Regions from separate parts of the Mus musculus genome. Here region 2 is linked to region 1. Evidence: chromatin contacts called from public HiChIP or PLAC-seq data. All regions are on one chromosome and are shown on one strand. Each heading gives the region's core, a stretch centred on a gene start, on an enhancer-like site or on the middle of the called end of the contact. The rest is flanking DNA. Distances are from core to core; before and after follow the strand shown. Region 1 overlaps Cnpy1 (canopy FGF signaling regulator 1). Region 2 overlaps Rbm33 (RNA binding motif protein 33).

The links. HiChIP or PLAC-seq counts read pairs in DNA pulled down with a chosen protein or histone mark.
Region 2: a contact with region 1 is called in an H3K27ac HiChIP or PLAC-seq map of embryonic stem cells, with 2.3 times the contacts expected there. The contact joins two enhancer-like sites. A contact is called at or near these places in 3 of 484 Hi-C or Micro-C datasets (embryonic stem cells and pancreatic cancer cells), 1 of 115 datasets of contacts at active chromatin or transcription factors (embryonic stem cells) and 1 of 9 other capture datasets (liver).

Annotation. Positions count from the first base shown.
Region 1 is chr5:28,196,046-28,203,003 of GRCm38.p6, reverse strand. It overlaps Cnpy1 (canopy FGF signaling regulator 1), which reads left to right. Exons shown (of 3, transcript NM_001310511.1): 3 at 1-2,185. Among named protein-coding and RNA genes, the nearest start is that of Gm35395, 9.4 kb to the right of the region's middle. Within about 2 kb of position 3,348, at least 3 of the 459 cell types and tissues checked have an H3K27ac peak or open chromatin away from gene starts, as enhancers often do. A contact at or near this core is called in embryonic stem cells, where this site is marked.
Region 2 is chr5:28,397,192-28,403,500 of GRCm38.p6, reverse strand. The region is part of intron 15 of Rbm33 (RNA binding motif protein 33); the gene reads right to left. Among named protein-coding and RNA genes, the nearest start is that of 9530036O11Rik, 67 kb to the left of the region's middle. Within about 2 kb of position 4,575, at least 55 of the 459 cell types and tissues checked have an H3K27ac peak or open chromatin away from gene starts, as enhancers often do. A contact at or near this core is called in embryonic stem cells, where this site is marked.

The DNA.
Region 1 (6,958 bases), core at 2,099-4,598:
TATTCAGTTGTAACAAATGCCGTGGGCTGGTTATTCCAAAAGGTTCTGTGTGGTGGTTTTAAAGCCACCCCTCTCAGTCAGGAATGGGACTTACAGATCTGGAAACTCTTATATTTTAGAACTAAGATTCGATAGAACCGATAAAAGAGTGAATACGTCGCACAGTCGACTGGCCATCATATCAGAGTTTACTGGCCCTGAGTTCAGATGATTCCAAAGGCTATCACATAGTGGGTTTCAAAAAATTCGGCACCGAACACGTTTTTGTCTTGCTTGAGTCTCTCTTGGTTTGTTTTCCCCTCACTGATCATAGTGTATAAATTTTCCTACTGGCTGATTTGTCACTCTTTTATGGGACTTTTATTTATGTATTTATTTTTGGATGTGGAGGGATATTAACCTTTACCACACTTACTGTAACAAAATGTAATAACAGTTTCTCCTGGGTGTTCTCATTGTCTCTGCTAAATTTGCATTCAGTGGAATTGAACTTTAATTATTCAGCATGTGTGGGTACAGGTTACACCTGTTTAATTAAAGAAATTGTCACCACTGTCATTGAAACTTGCATGAATAACAGGCAATCGTTTTACCAGAAGAGCTAAAATGGTTGTTTATAAAACCATCCAGAAAAGACACTATTTAGGTCATGAACTGGGCTCCTTGGCCAGAATAATCTTTATATTTGCAAAATTTTACCAACATAAAAGGAAGAGATTTCTATTTTTTTCCTTCCCCTTAGTCTTAAGTCTTAAATGTCACTTGTTTATCTGGGAATCTGAGAAAATCTGTGCTTTTGCAAAGTGTCTGTGGTTAGTTGTATTATAGGCCCCCTGTAACCCTGAGATTCTGTGCTCCAAATGGACAAGGAAGAAGAGATACAAGGACAGGTGATGCTACCTCCCAGTGGGGAAAGAAACATGTTATTTAAAGCATATTCTGAGCTATAGTGGAGATGCCACAAAACGGGAGGGGGGAACCTGGTCCTTGTATCTTATTTCTATAACCTGTAAGATTAATCAGCATTTGAGGTAGGAAGTCTTTTTAGCATTGTTTTACTTAGGCTTTATTAGGACATGCATCCTAGGGTCCCGTTTTGTAAGATTTGCCTTATGGGAACAAGGCTGAGAGGGTGCGGTTATCAGGCTGCTCTTCTGGCACCTTTGTGCAGATGGAGCGTCAGGCTCTCGGCATTGGAAATTGTCCTGGATTTCTCACCAAGCAGGGTCTTAGATCTTACCAGTTGTTTGGCTAACTCATGACTCATTTTTTTTTTAAATTCTTTTCCATACCAAGCTTGTTGAGCTCATGTAAATGCCTATGGATTACTGAGTTGCTGATTAAATCTTGGTTTGATTGAGAATTAGCCAGAGCCACTGTCTCTCTGCCTGTTTCTTGTGAGATGCCTGCTTTGCTGGGAAGTAGCCATAGGAGAGAGAAGCTGTACTGGCTGCCATTCTCCTGACTTTAAAATGACACCAAATACAAAGTAAGATGAATAGCCAGAGAGAACCACTCAACACTAAAAGCAAGCAAATGAAACAAGTGCCAAGCAGCAAGATGAAAATTTCTCAGAGTTAGCAAAAATCAGCATAGATCTGGGTCAAAAAATTAATAACAACAACATTAATGTTCCTTGAAAGTCAGGGTGAGTAATCGAAGTCAGGAAGGGGGAACTTGTGTTAGAGGAAGCGTGTAAGCCATGCTTGAACCTGTATTCTCACAATCCACATATCAAGCTGGCCAAAACAAGATGCTTAGCTTTGTTCTGCAAGTTGCTGTTTGCTAAGAACAAGCCAAGACTGCTGAACCCATTTCACTGGCGAGTAGAGGGTCGAACCAAGCCAAAGTCCCAACAAGAAACACCCACCCTTTTTTGAGACAAGTCCTAAGACATAGCCAAAGCAGGAGCTCTGACCTGTGTCTCTGCTCCTACTGTGTTATTCTCACACATAGTTCCATGTAACAACAACAACAACAAAAGTTTAGCTGTGTATCAGTCTCAAAATTCAAATTATGGTAGGATATTGGGGGAAGTCAATCTTGTATATGTTTGTTGGTCTGCTCTTAAACTTGATATAAACTTGTAAGCTAATCTTAGACTTAGAAATGTTAAAGGCCAATCAGTAGAATGTGGCACTATTAGTAGGTACATTAAATTATTGCAAGAAAACTATACTTGTAAGAGACCAGTGTGGTTTTGTTATAACTTCCTGACTGCAATATAATTCTCTTCTTAAGTGTATTTGCTTTTAGACCAAGGAAAAAGGTGAATAGAAAAGATCAAATGCAATAAATGTAGCTGAAATATGGCCTAAGAATCAGCTAGGAAAAGATACAGTAAATGGCATGGTCTCGCTGAAGTACTTCCTGCCCCGTCCTAGACCTGTGTGAGGCAGGGGTCACGGTCATGCTTTGTCATCTTCTGTCCTGTGGGAAAGGTGATGGCCTTTATGTAATGTTGGTTAAGCTACTTCCTGTTACTTCATCATCACTGGCAGGAGGTTTGCCTTAGAAGGGCAGTAATTGGAGGCAGTCTCGCTCCTCTTCTGATTATCTGAGAAAGTCCAGAAGTGAGTGGAAGAATGGGTGATGGATGGATGCTTGGTAGATGGGTTGGATGGGATGGATGGGTCAGTGGTGGGTAACTGGATCATGGATGGATGGATAATTGGATGAATGGGTGGGTCAGTAGGAGGGTAACTGGATGGTGGTTGGATGGATGGATAGATAAGTCGGTAGGTGAGTTAAGTGGACAAACAGATAGGTCAGTGGGTAGGCAGATGGATGGATGGATTAGTGGGTAGATGGGTAGGTAAATACATAAGTAGAAAGAAACTTAGATATAAAGGTTAAACACATAGGGAAATAAATAAAATTGGGAGATGGGAAGCATATTTGGAGATTTGATGACTCTAGAAAAATCCTGGAGAAATGGTATCTGGAAATGTAAGTCCATCCAGAAAACACAACATTACTATACTTCTCATCTTGAAGAATTGTCTTCAAGACCATTTCAGAAAGAGAAAAATACTTTAAATTACAACAGAAATGATCCCATCTCAACAGTAAGATAGCTGTAAAAATATTTTCAAATATTAACTTGCTGAAAAACAAAAGTTCTGTGGAAGACAGAATCTTGTAGTGTGCCAGGATTGTGGGCCACAGATCTAAAACAGCCTATCTGATCTTTTGTGCCCTCCAAACACAGCAAGCAACAGAAGCCTGACTAGGAAAGCAAATGACTCCGTGGATGGTCTTGTTCCCTCCAGCCACTGAGGGGGAAGAACTGGAATCTGGGCGGTGCACATTCCTTCCCAAAGAGCTACTGAGGGGGCTGAAGTGTCCCCTAGGGCAGGCTCATCTCCCCATGTTGAGGAATGAATGTCCAAAGTCAGCCAATTGAGCATGGCTGGGACTCAGAGCATAAGGCAGAAGTTAAACAATTGTTGCTAACTTTAAACATCACAATAGCAAGGCTAGGGCTTCAAGCAGCACAACACACTCCTGGCGTTTTCTGTGGTGGTTTGCCTCAGCAGCTTTCAGAGTGAGTGGGAATTTCTCCACAGCGCATTTTCTGAAATCAGCAGATAAAGGGAGACTGTAATCCCAAAGTGACGCTGCAGTAACAGATCTCAGTCAACAATCTTGTGGAGGTCATCTTTATGGCTCTGTTGTTCTTCACCGGAAGACACAGCTGAGGCACTCTGGCACCCCTGGGTTATGGAAGAAAGCACAACACTAGGAAATAGACTATCTGCTCCCATTTAACAAAAGCTCTATTAAGATGGGAACTCTGATACAAAAGCAGGTCCCACACAGGGTAACAGATAATTAGAATAAAAACAGACGCTTCAACTGGCTTAAATGTAATCAAAACCCTGGTTACAAATATCCTAACATTAATGGGTCCAGTATGCTTTGTAAGTGACACTCCAAACAGTGGGCAAAGGAGATATCCAGTTAGTGCCATCATTCCCCTAGTGGGTCCTAGCCTGGGAACCCATACCTGGCCTGGACTAGGGCTGATCACGGGCTGGTGGCGTATCTCTCTTGTGCATACCCACCAGTGGGATGGAAAAGCCTTTGAGCTAAGCAGCACTGGGCTGGAGGGAAGAGGTGAGTGAGTGGATGCTGGCCCCCAAGCCCTTCAGCATGGACACAGCAGAGTGGAGGCAGAGCTCAGGGGGAGGGCTGTGTGTGGGCAGCATGGGACTGAATGCAGGTTCACATTGTTTCCAAGTCTTGCTCTTCTCTCGTCCAGTGAGTGAGTCTCACATCACACAAATCTCCACTCCATTCTTTCTGTATAGTTCCTGATGATTGATTCCCAGACAAAAACACTTCCTCCTGTGGTGAGCAGCTCTACTCTCCTGTCAGGGCAGGAAGTTGGGAGAGTTGGAGATCTGTCACAGCTCTGCCCACCATGCAGCGGAGCCAAGGCCAGGGACAGGCAGAGCTGGGGACAGTGGACAAGGAGTTAGATCTGCCTATTTATTCTCTGGGTTCCCTTACCAACCCTCAGCCCCCTCTGAGCAGCCTGTGTCCTTGAACAAGAGCTATTCTGGACAGTCAATAAGGGTCCCAAGGGAACAGTGTGTCTCAGACAAAGCCTTATCTGAAGGATGAGTGATGAGCTGGGGGCTGGGCCCCTTCCTATTACTATCTTATTGATTTACACCTCGAATTCCCAGTGCACAGCTCTGGTGCATCTCATAGGCTGGACTATAAATCCAAGATTCACTATGCCACATCTGGAGAAAGGCAAGGTGGACAGCTCACTTTGGGACCTGGCTAGTCGTACTGGGTGGTAGATGATTGATTCAGAATAGCTGCCTCTCCTCTCTCCATCTAATCCTCCACACATAGACCTCAGGTTCCACCATTCAAAAATATAAAATGTGCCCTTTGTCCCAACAGCTCTTTGATCACAAAAGAAGTCAGTCTTGTAATGTCCATACTAGGTCCAGGATGAGAAATGATCTCCAGTGGTTAGGAGCCTTCTGGTTAACCTAAGTATGCTAGCCTTGCTGTGGCAGGTAAGAGCGGTCATGGGGGATACCCAGCCACTGGGAACTCCCCTGAGATGGACTTGATCAGGATGCACAGTTGATGTAGCAGAGAGAGGAAAGTGGAGACTGGCTTGTAGCAAGAAGGATGGCCAGCTGGAATGCTGTGAGGAGTCTCCAGAGAAACCCTGGTCCCTGACAGGGTTCAGGCATCATGGGTTAAGTGAAGAACAGCACACTGAGCACCCCAATAAGAGGAGGTGACAAACCCTCAGCATCTCAGCTTCTGACAAGAAGCAGGGAGACAAGAGACAGCAGGGGCTGCAGGCAGAAGAGAGGTGCCCCAACCTTGTCTTTTACCCCTGAACGCCTTATTCAGGCCTTGTCCTTGCTGGGCTTCATATTGGCTGAAAACTCAAGTTACATGCATGCCTCTGAGCTCGGTGACAGGCTCCCCAACTGCAGGTAAGTCTGGGTTCCAGGAAGATGAGAAGTGTTGGGTCAAGCCTCTAGAAGGAATCACACAGAACAGCTGTGGGGCTGGCTGTCCCACAGACAGTACTCCTGCTGGCCTGGAGGCACAGAGTGGGCACTGCTTGAATGTCAAGGTGAGCACAAGCTCTGTGGATGGGAGGATAAAGAGGCTGTTTCCTTCCTGATTTAAGACTCTTCGAAGCCTGGCTGGGTAGAGTGCACAAGAGGGGACAGGACCCCTTGGCCAGCTGGTCTGCCATGAATGGTTGTCTGACTCAGGACCTGCAGCCAGTTGACCTCTGCTTCTTTTGTCCTCTTTAGGCCTGACATGGGAGTGTCTACTATGGTGAGTAGATTCTTGTACAGGACCTGAATACAGTTCCCAGAACCTACATGGTGGCATACAATCATATGAAACTCTAGTTACAAGGACTATGATGCCCCCTCTGAACTCCACAGGCACCAGGACATACACAATGCACTCACGTACTTGCAGGCAAAACACTCAGATACTTAAAATAGATCTAAAATTTTAAAAGGAGTAATCTTAAACAAATAAAAAAAGCCTAGACTAAGCATCAGGCATGATGTAATCCCATTGGAAACCTGAGGCAGGAGCATTTCAAGTTTGAGACCAGCCTCAGAAGTATAGTGAGACCCTGGCCCAAAAAACAAAAACAAAACAAAACAAAACAAACAAAAGTGAAAAGAAACAGACCAAACAAAATAAAAAAAAATGTAGAAGCAAACACTTGTGTATTTTTGTTTAAGTGAAAAGGAATACATATATTTAGAAAGTGCAGATTTTAAAAAGCAGACAAACTTTGTCCTAAGTCCCATAACCCAGAGACTGTTTCAACACATTCCTGCAGATGGTCACATACATGGGCTTGTGTGAATTAGACTGCCTTTTTTTTTTTCCATCTCTTCAGCGTGTGTAAATGAATCTCAGTGCCTCACAACACAACCGTCAGTGGCTCTGGCATTTTTACTTCATTCTCTGCGACTGCCTTCGATGTTTTCTTCTTATAAACAATAAAGGGATTAGTGTTTTGTTCCTCCATTTTTTGCAAGTTCCAGAAGCTCCCCTCCAATGACATTGCAAAGGAGCAGATGCTGCCTGGAAGTGCCTGGTAGGTGAGGTGCTGCAGTCCTGTTCTAGAAAGATCTCAGGAGCGCCACTATAAGAGGATAGCCAGACAAAGCTCTTGTTTGGGAAGTCTCTTGTCCCTTAGCCCAAGGACAAGGGACCCTTGGTAACTCAGCCCTTCAGAGTTCTGAGCCCCCACTAGGTGGTCCTGAGTGTCTAAAAGTGCTTGGGCTCTCAGTGCCTCAGTTATGGCTGTGAGTGGCCAGATTCCTCCCTGGTACTATCCCAGTTCATCTCCATGACAACGGTGTGTGGAAACATCACTAAAATCATCTTGTGGCTATGGAGTCCAGTGTCTGGATTCAGATAAGAAGCTGAAGTCAAA
Region 2 (6,309 bases), core at 3,326-5,825, 200 kb before region 1:
CTAGTCTTTAAATTAAAAACCAAGCAAACAAAAAGTAAAAAAACAAGAAAACCACCAAAACCCTAAAAGCCTCTGAGGAGAAACAACGCTGTCCAGGGCAGATGGCACAAATCTACCAGGTGAAAAGGAAAATGTATTGGAAGTGAGATTCTGGGTCCTTTCCAATATGAAGGCTTCCTAAGCAGTGGGGCTGTGAACTGGGTCTTCAAACTCAAGAGCTCAGGTTTCAGGGGCAATTTTGTTCCTGCAGGTCTGCCCAGTGCAAATCTGTTACCTACTGCCCCACCCATGTCACCAACAGTCTCCTCAGAACTCTATTCATGGTCTTGTCCTATATACCAAAGACCACAGTTACAGTCAGTTCTACTTCCATCTGAGCTACCTAGGCTGTGCCCAGGTGCTGCCAGACTGCCCTACAAAGCTAGCTTCTGCCAGAACCAACCAAGTAGGGCAGAGCTATGTCCTCTAAGTAACAGTTTCAAACTAGCAAATGTGACAGATCTACCACTTCAAAGTTCAAAACAGCAGGCAGACAAGATGGTTCAGTGGGTGGGTAGGGGTGTTTGATGGCAAGCCTGATGACTAAGCTCTAACCCCTGAGACCCACATGATGGAGAGACAACTTCCGTAAGTCTTCTGATCTCCACACATAAACAGTGGCACACCCTCTCACCAAAATAAATGTGAGCAGTTTTAAAGTTCAAATACAGCAAACAGATCTCACAAAACAATCCTGTTCAGCAAACCAAATGAAAAGGAGTTTGAAGGGAAAAGCAGAAGGTGGTTGCAAAGATAAACAGTAAAGACCAATGTTATTCCAGGCCCTGCTCCTGTATTGCTCACTTCCTAATATCACTCACAAGGCTAGGGGACAACTATCCTGTTCACTCTCAGATGTTTTGCAGAGATTCCATGTCCTCTCCACCTCTTTGATACCAGAAATCCAGCTATGCAGACACCTTCAGCTTCAAGTATTTCTAATGCCCTTGACACTGTCCTAAGGTCTAGTGACAAACATGGGGAGAAGGCAGAAAGCTCCTCCAAGAGCAGGGACCAGAAGCTCTAAAGCATGAGAAGCTCTAGTCAGCAGGCAGGACAAAGTATGTGCAGAAGCACCAGCAGGGATCCCAGAACAGCAGCAGTCCTGAGCAATAAAAAATAGAGGCTCAAGAATGGGCAGGCACCTCCAGAGAACAAGAAGGGGATGTGGAACTTTCTACATCAGCCTGGGACTAAAGACGGGTGTGCAACTCTCTATCAGGCTGGTACTTCCCAAAGTAACGGAGGGTTAAAATGTTATGCTTCTATTCATCACAACCTCAACACTAAGGTGATTAGTTATGCCTTATGTCCTCTTTATATTATGCTTAAAATAGAATCCAACCCCAAATCTGGAAAACAAACAAAACTGCCAATTTTCTTTTTTTCCTAGGTTTTTTTCCCTCCCTTAAGCCAGCAAAACAAAGTGAGACCATCAACTCATCAGAACTTTCAAGTGGCTCCCACTGTTCTAAGAATTAAGACCTAAAGAACCTATGCAAGGCCCATTTCCAGACTCTCCTACTCTCTGTACTCAACCCAATGCCCTTCCTTCAGTTAGGAACTGCTACAGTTACACACCCCACTCCCTACACACATACCAGAAAGACCCACTCCTTTACTCCACTCAGAAGCCATTCATTTCTCCAGGTCTCCTTGCTATGTTGCCCATCCCACTTTACTTCTGCTTGTACCTATTATACACTCAAAATCCACGGAGTGCTCAGTTTACTACAGAGCTCCATCCACAAAGGCAGGCCTGCTTTTGTATGCAGCTCAATCACCACAAATGCCTAGTGCCTCAGTTCATGTCATATCTGCTGTGACAACTGAGACCATGGCTTCTCTGCAGGCTCTTATTAGATCTCACTGCTGTTAGCATGTCCTTCCTCCCTGAGTAACTGGGGCAGCCAGAAGCCTCACCAAAATGCATAAACACTAGAATCCAAAGATCTTACCCTGAAGGGCAAGTCCCCAGATAGCCTCTCCTCCCATTAAGTGTCCTATGTCCTGGCTAGTAGTATCACAGAAGCAGATCTTGGCTAGCCCCTGAGGTACAAAAGAGACTCACTTCAAAGATTCAAATATATTCGATTTCTCTTTGACTACCATATAACTCTAATAGAATGTAGTAAAAGAAAAAAAAAGATATACATATGTATATATTGTCTGCCAATAATCTTTCAAGATATAGGAAATCTCAGTAAAACCCAGCCGGCTCAGCAGTACCTTGATGATTGCAACTTGATGATCTTTGCAACTCCCAGAACAAAGCACAGACCTGCATTAAGGACAATGGTGTCCTGACCACTGATAGCCATGATCTTACATATCCTCCAAAGGCCATGGTTAAAGATGTGGTTGATCTCCAACCTGTGGTGTTCCTGGAAGACTGAATAGGGCATCAGAAAGTGCCCCAGTTATATGGCACTTTTCTTCCTAAGCATAACATGAGGCCATCTTGGGATAGAGAATACTATGGCTCAGCAGCCAGGGCAAAATAATGGTTACAATGGGTCATTGTAATTGTAATGGAAGAGATGGTCCCAGAGTCTCACCTAGGATTCTGCCATGGCTCTTTCCTGCCCTCCTGCAGCTATAAATGATCTTAGGAAATGCTAGCATATATAAGACATGGGAGCTTCACTGAAAAGTAGAACTCCATGATGCATCTTTTATGAGGTCGTTGTCTACAATGGAGTGGGACATGGTAGTGATACAACTTGGAGGTCACTTACATCCTTGTAAGTTACCCTTCCTCTATGCTCTGTAAACTCATTGGCTTACCAAGGTGGATTTGGGTAGAATTGTATTTTGTCTGTCACTGTAATCCATGGGCAAATATTTTTTCGTGTCATCTCAGGGAAAGCTAATGACTGGAGAGATTTTTGAGATGACCTCAGCTCCTTTCTCTTCCTCTGCCCAGCTGCTAGGAGAAAAGAAGGCCTTCTCTGTATAACGCTGAAGAGGTGAGGCTTAGAAACTGTGGCTCAAAACCTGACTTGGTGAGACAAGGTAAACCTTTTTTCTTCTTTAAAACCAATTACTCACCTTTTCACAGTAATGAGAAGCTGATGAACACAGCAGCCCCTGTTATCTGTGTTCCAAGGAACTAAAGACTTCTAAAGAAAAGACCCACCCCAGAGCCACACAGAAAAAGGCTGAGACACATCAAACAAGAGTTTGAGTATAGGGAAATAAGCATACATTCAAAGAACAATGGAGAGTTCTCTATGGACACAGAAGCCAATAAGAAGAGAGCCCCTCTAGCGAATCATGATGAGATCTAGCATCAACGTAAATAATGGCCGTGACAGTTCACTGAAAAACCCAAACCTCACAAAGCTGACTAAAGTTAAGAAAATGAACAAGTAAGAGCAGATACACAAGGCACACTAGAACTGGACACATCAGTGCTGGATGGTAAGAAGATAGTGTAGTAAGTGGGGCACTCAGAGCTCCTTCCCAACTACAACTTACAGTGGGTAAGGCCAGCTGTAGAAAAGACTTGGCAAACACTGCCTCACCTAAGTCATTAAAGCTAATCTCAGCAATATAGGGCAAGTCTGCACAGCCACACCAAGGACACATTCCCTTCTATGTCGAGCCTGCCAAACACAAACAACCTCAAACATATCAGAAGAAGCAATAGATAAGATGTAAATTACAGCAAAGGCCACAAAAATCACAGACTGTAGTCTTTTAAAAGGTCAAAGGCAAGCAACATAAAAACCAAGAGACTGCTCCAGACTAAAAGGAGACCAGAAATCAAACATATGGCTCTGGGTGAGACCCCAGGCTAGGCTGGTGCACTATACAGTGTGTAGCTACAGTCTCTAGTGCCTCTGGCCTAAGGCAGCACTCTGTACCTCCAATCTTCTCATAAACCACCGGAGGAAGAGAAATTACTTAGTCATAAATGGACATTGAAATACAGAGAGACAGAGGGTGGGGGTGGAGGAGCAAATGCAGTACAAGATAGAAACCCCTGGTGGATGTGGGAAAGGGACAAGGCCTCAAATTTTCTCTTTCATCCAAGATGTAACAAAACGAAATTTAGCCTGTGACCCACAGAAAGAGGGACCCACACACTGTCTCTAAAGGAAGCCTGGTGAGAAGGACGGAGATACCCTCACTGCCTCTCTAAGACAGGGAAGAAGAGGGACAAATTCACCCCATTTTCCAAAGCAAGCTCCCATAGATCAACTGAGGTCTTCCACGGGATAGTAGGACAGCCTTTAAAAACAAATACAAAGAAGCCCACTGCGGACCAGCCAGCTTTCCTGCTGGGTGGGGGTCCTGAGTCTCTCCCACTTCTCCATGTGCTCAAAGAAGACAACTGTTTACTTAGTTTGCTGCCAAATTTCTAAATCTTTCATAACCGGGATCAGGATAAAGTATCTGCCTACTTTCCACTTTCTCCCTTCAACCAAAGGATAGTTCCCGGAAAGGAACTAGGCCTTTGTTTTACTGATAAGCAAAGATGTAAATCAAGTAACCAAGGTCACTCAGAGGTGAGCTGGGTTTCACCTCTCAGGAGCCAGAAGAGGCTGAAGGCTTTGTTTTAACTGCTTGTTTCTAAGGTTAATCAGAGAAGGACTGATGGTCCCAGCAGTCACAGGAAATAAACTTTTGATGTTTCCTACCTTTGCTTTTATTATTAAATAGGGCCAAGACTCAGAATTGAACCCAACCAGATGTCTGGACCTACTGCTTCGTTATGTGGAGACTCAGTTTGCTCCACAGTGAAATGAAAATGTGAGTGGCACATGCTCAACCCTAGACAAACAGTAGCCATTGCAAATGCCAGCAGGAAGCACAGACCTCTTTAAATCCTCAGGAACACTTTAATCTGCCACCGATTTTCTTCTAGAACTCCTCCCAGCCACCAGACCTAGCATTTATAGGCAGAAAATTGAGATGATGATGAAGATGGTGATGATGAAGAGAAAGAAGAAACAGCAGCAGCACAGAATCCCAGAAGCAGCCAAGATAGACAACTACCCAAGCATGGGTTTTTCTATAGCAAAAGCAGGGAAGCTTTTATGTGTCAGATGATCACACAGAAGGCTAGCTTGTGACCCTGGAGAAGGAGAGCTTCAAGTTCTATGTGCTATAAAAAATGAGTTTCAGAGCAGTCAATGCCAGATATGGTGCCAACAACAAGCTCTATATGAAACACAGCATCTTCCTCCAGGCATAACTGAACAGTGATCCAGCCATCACAAGTACACAGAATATCAAGAAGTTATTCTTAAGAGAAAAAAATTATTTATTTTATGTAAATGAGTGCTCTATCCGTACAGACACTTTCATGCCAGAAGAGGGCATCAGATCCTAGTATAGACAGTTGTGAGCTACCTTGTGGTTGCTGGGAATTGAACTCAAGACCTCTAGAAGACAAGCCAGTACTCTTAACCACTGAGCCATCTCTCCAGCCCCCAAGAAATCATTCTTGTGAAAATCTTTAGGATTGTTTCCTATTATCACGATGAAATTGTTTTAATAAAGAGGACCTAAATAATTCCAATAAAAAGAACTAATGTACAACAACTAGAAGACAAATGAATGAAAACATCTTTAAAGGTAACATAATTAAAGAAATGACTAAAATCTACTGTCTTAAACTCAGACTCTCCATCTTTCACGATTTAAAAAAAATTCAAGAAAGTCGGGTATAGTGGCAACCCACTTTAATTCTTGTATCTGGTAATGTAGGCAAAAACATCAGGAATTCAAACTACATAGCAAATTCAGAACTACATGAAACCCTATCTCAAAAATCAAAATGAAATATGCAAAGATGAATGATTTAATTTTTAAATTAGCTATGAAAGACAAGAAACACCCACTGCGAGTCACACCAGGCTCACAGGTTATAAGTCACACACACAAGCCCAAAGAAGTTGAGTCATTCACAACTGGTATGAGGTATAACAACAGCTGGCTAGAGCTAAGCACAGAGACTCATGTTCTTAAGTAGTACTGGTCAAAAAGCCTGGCTAGAGAATGACTGCCAAAAGGAACTATTGAGCGCTTTCAATTTAGTTACATAGATTTTCTGTTAGATAGCCATAAAGGAGGCAGCTCTCTTAGGAAGCATGAGCTAACTTCTGCCTTATAATAAAACGTTCTCCAATGGTCAGCCCTGAAAAATACAAGTAACATTATACAGGACAAACAGATTGCATTTATTTATTTAGGAACACACAAACACACCCCTCTCTACAACTGAAGCAGCAGTTTTAACCTGTGTGTTATGATCCCTGG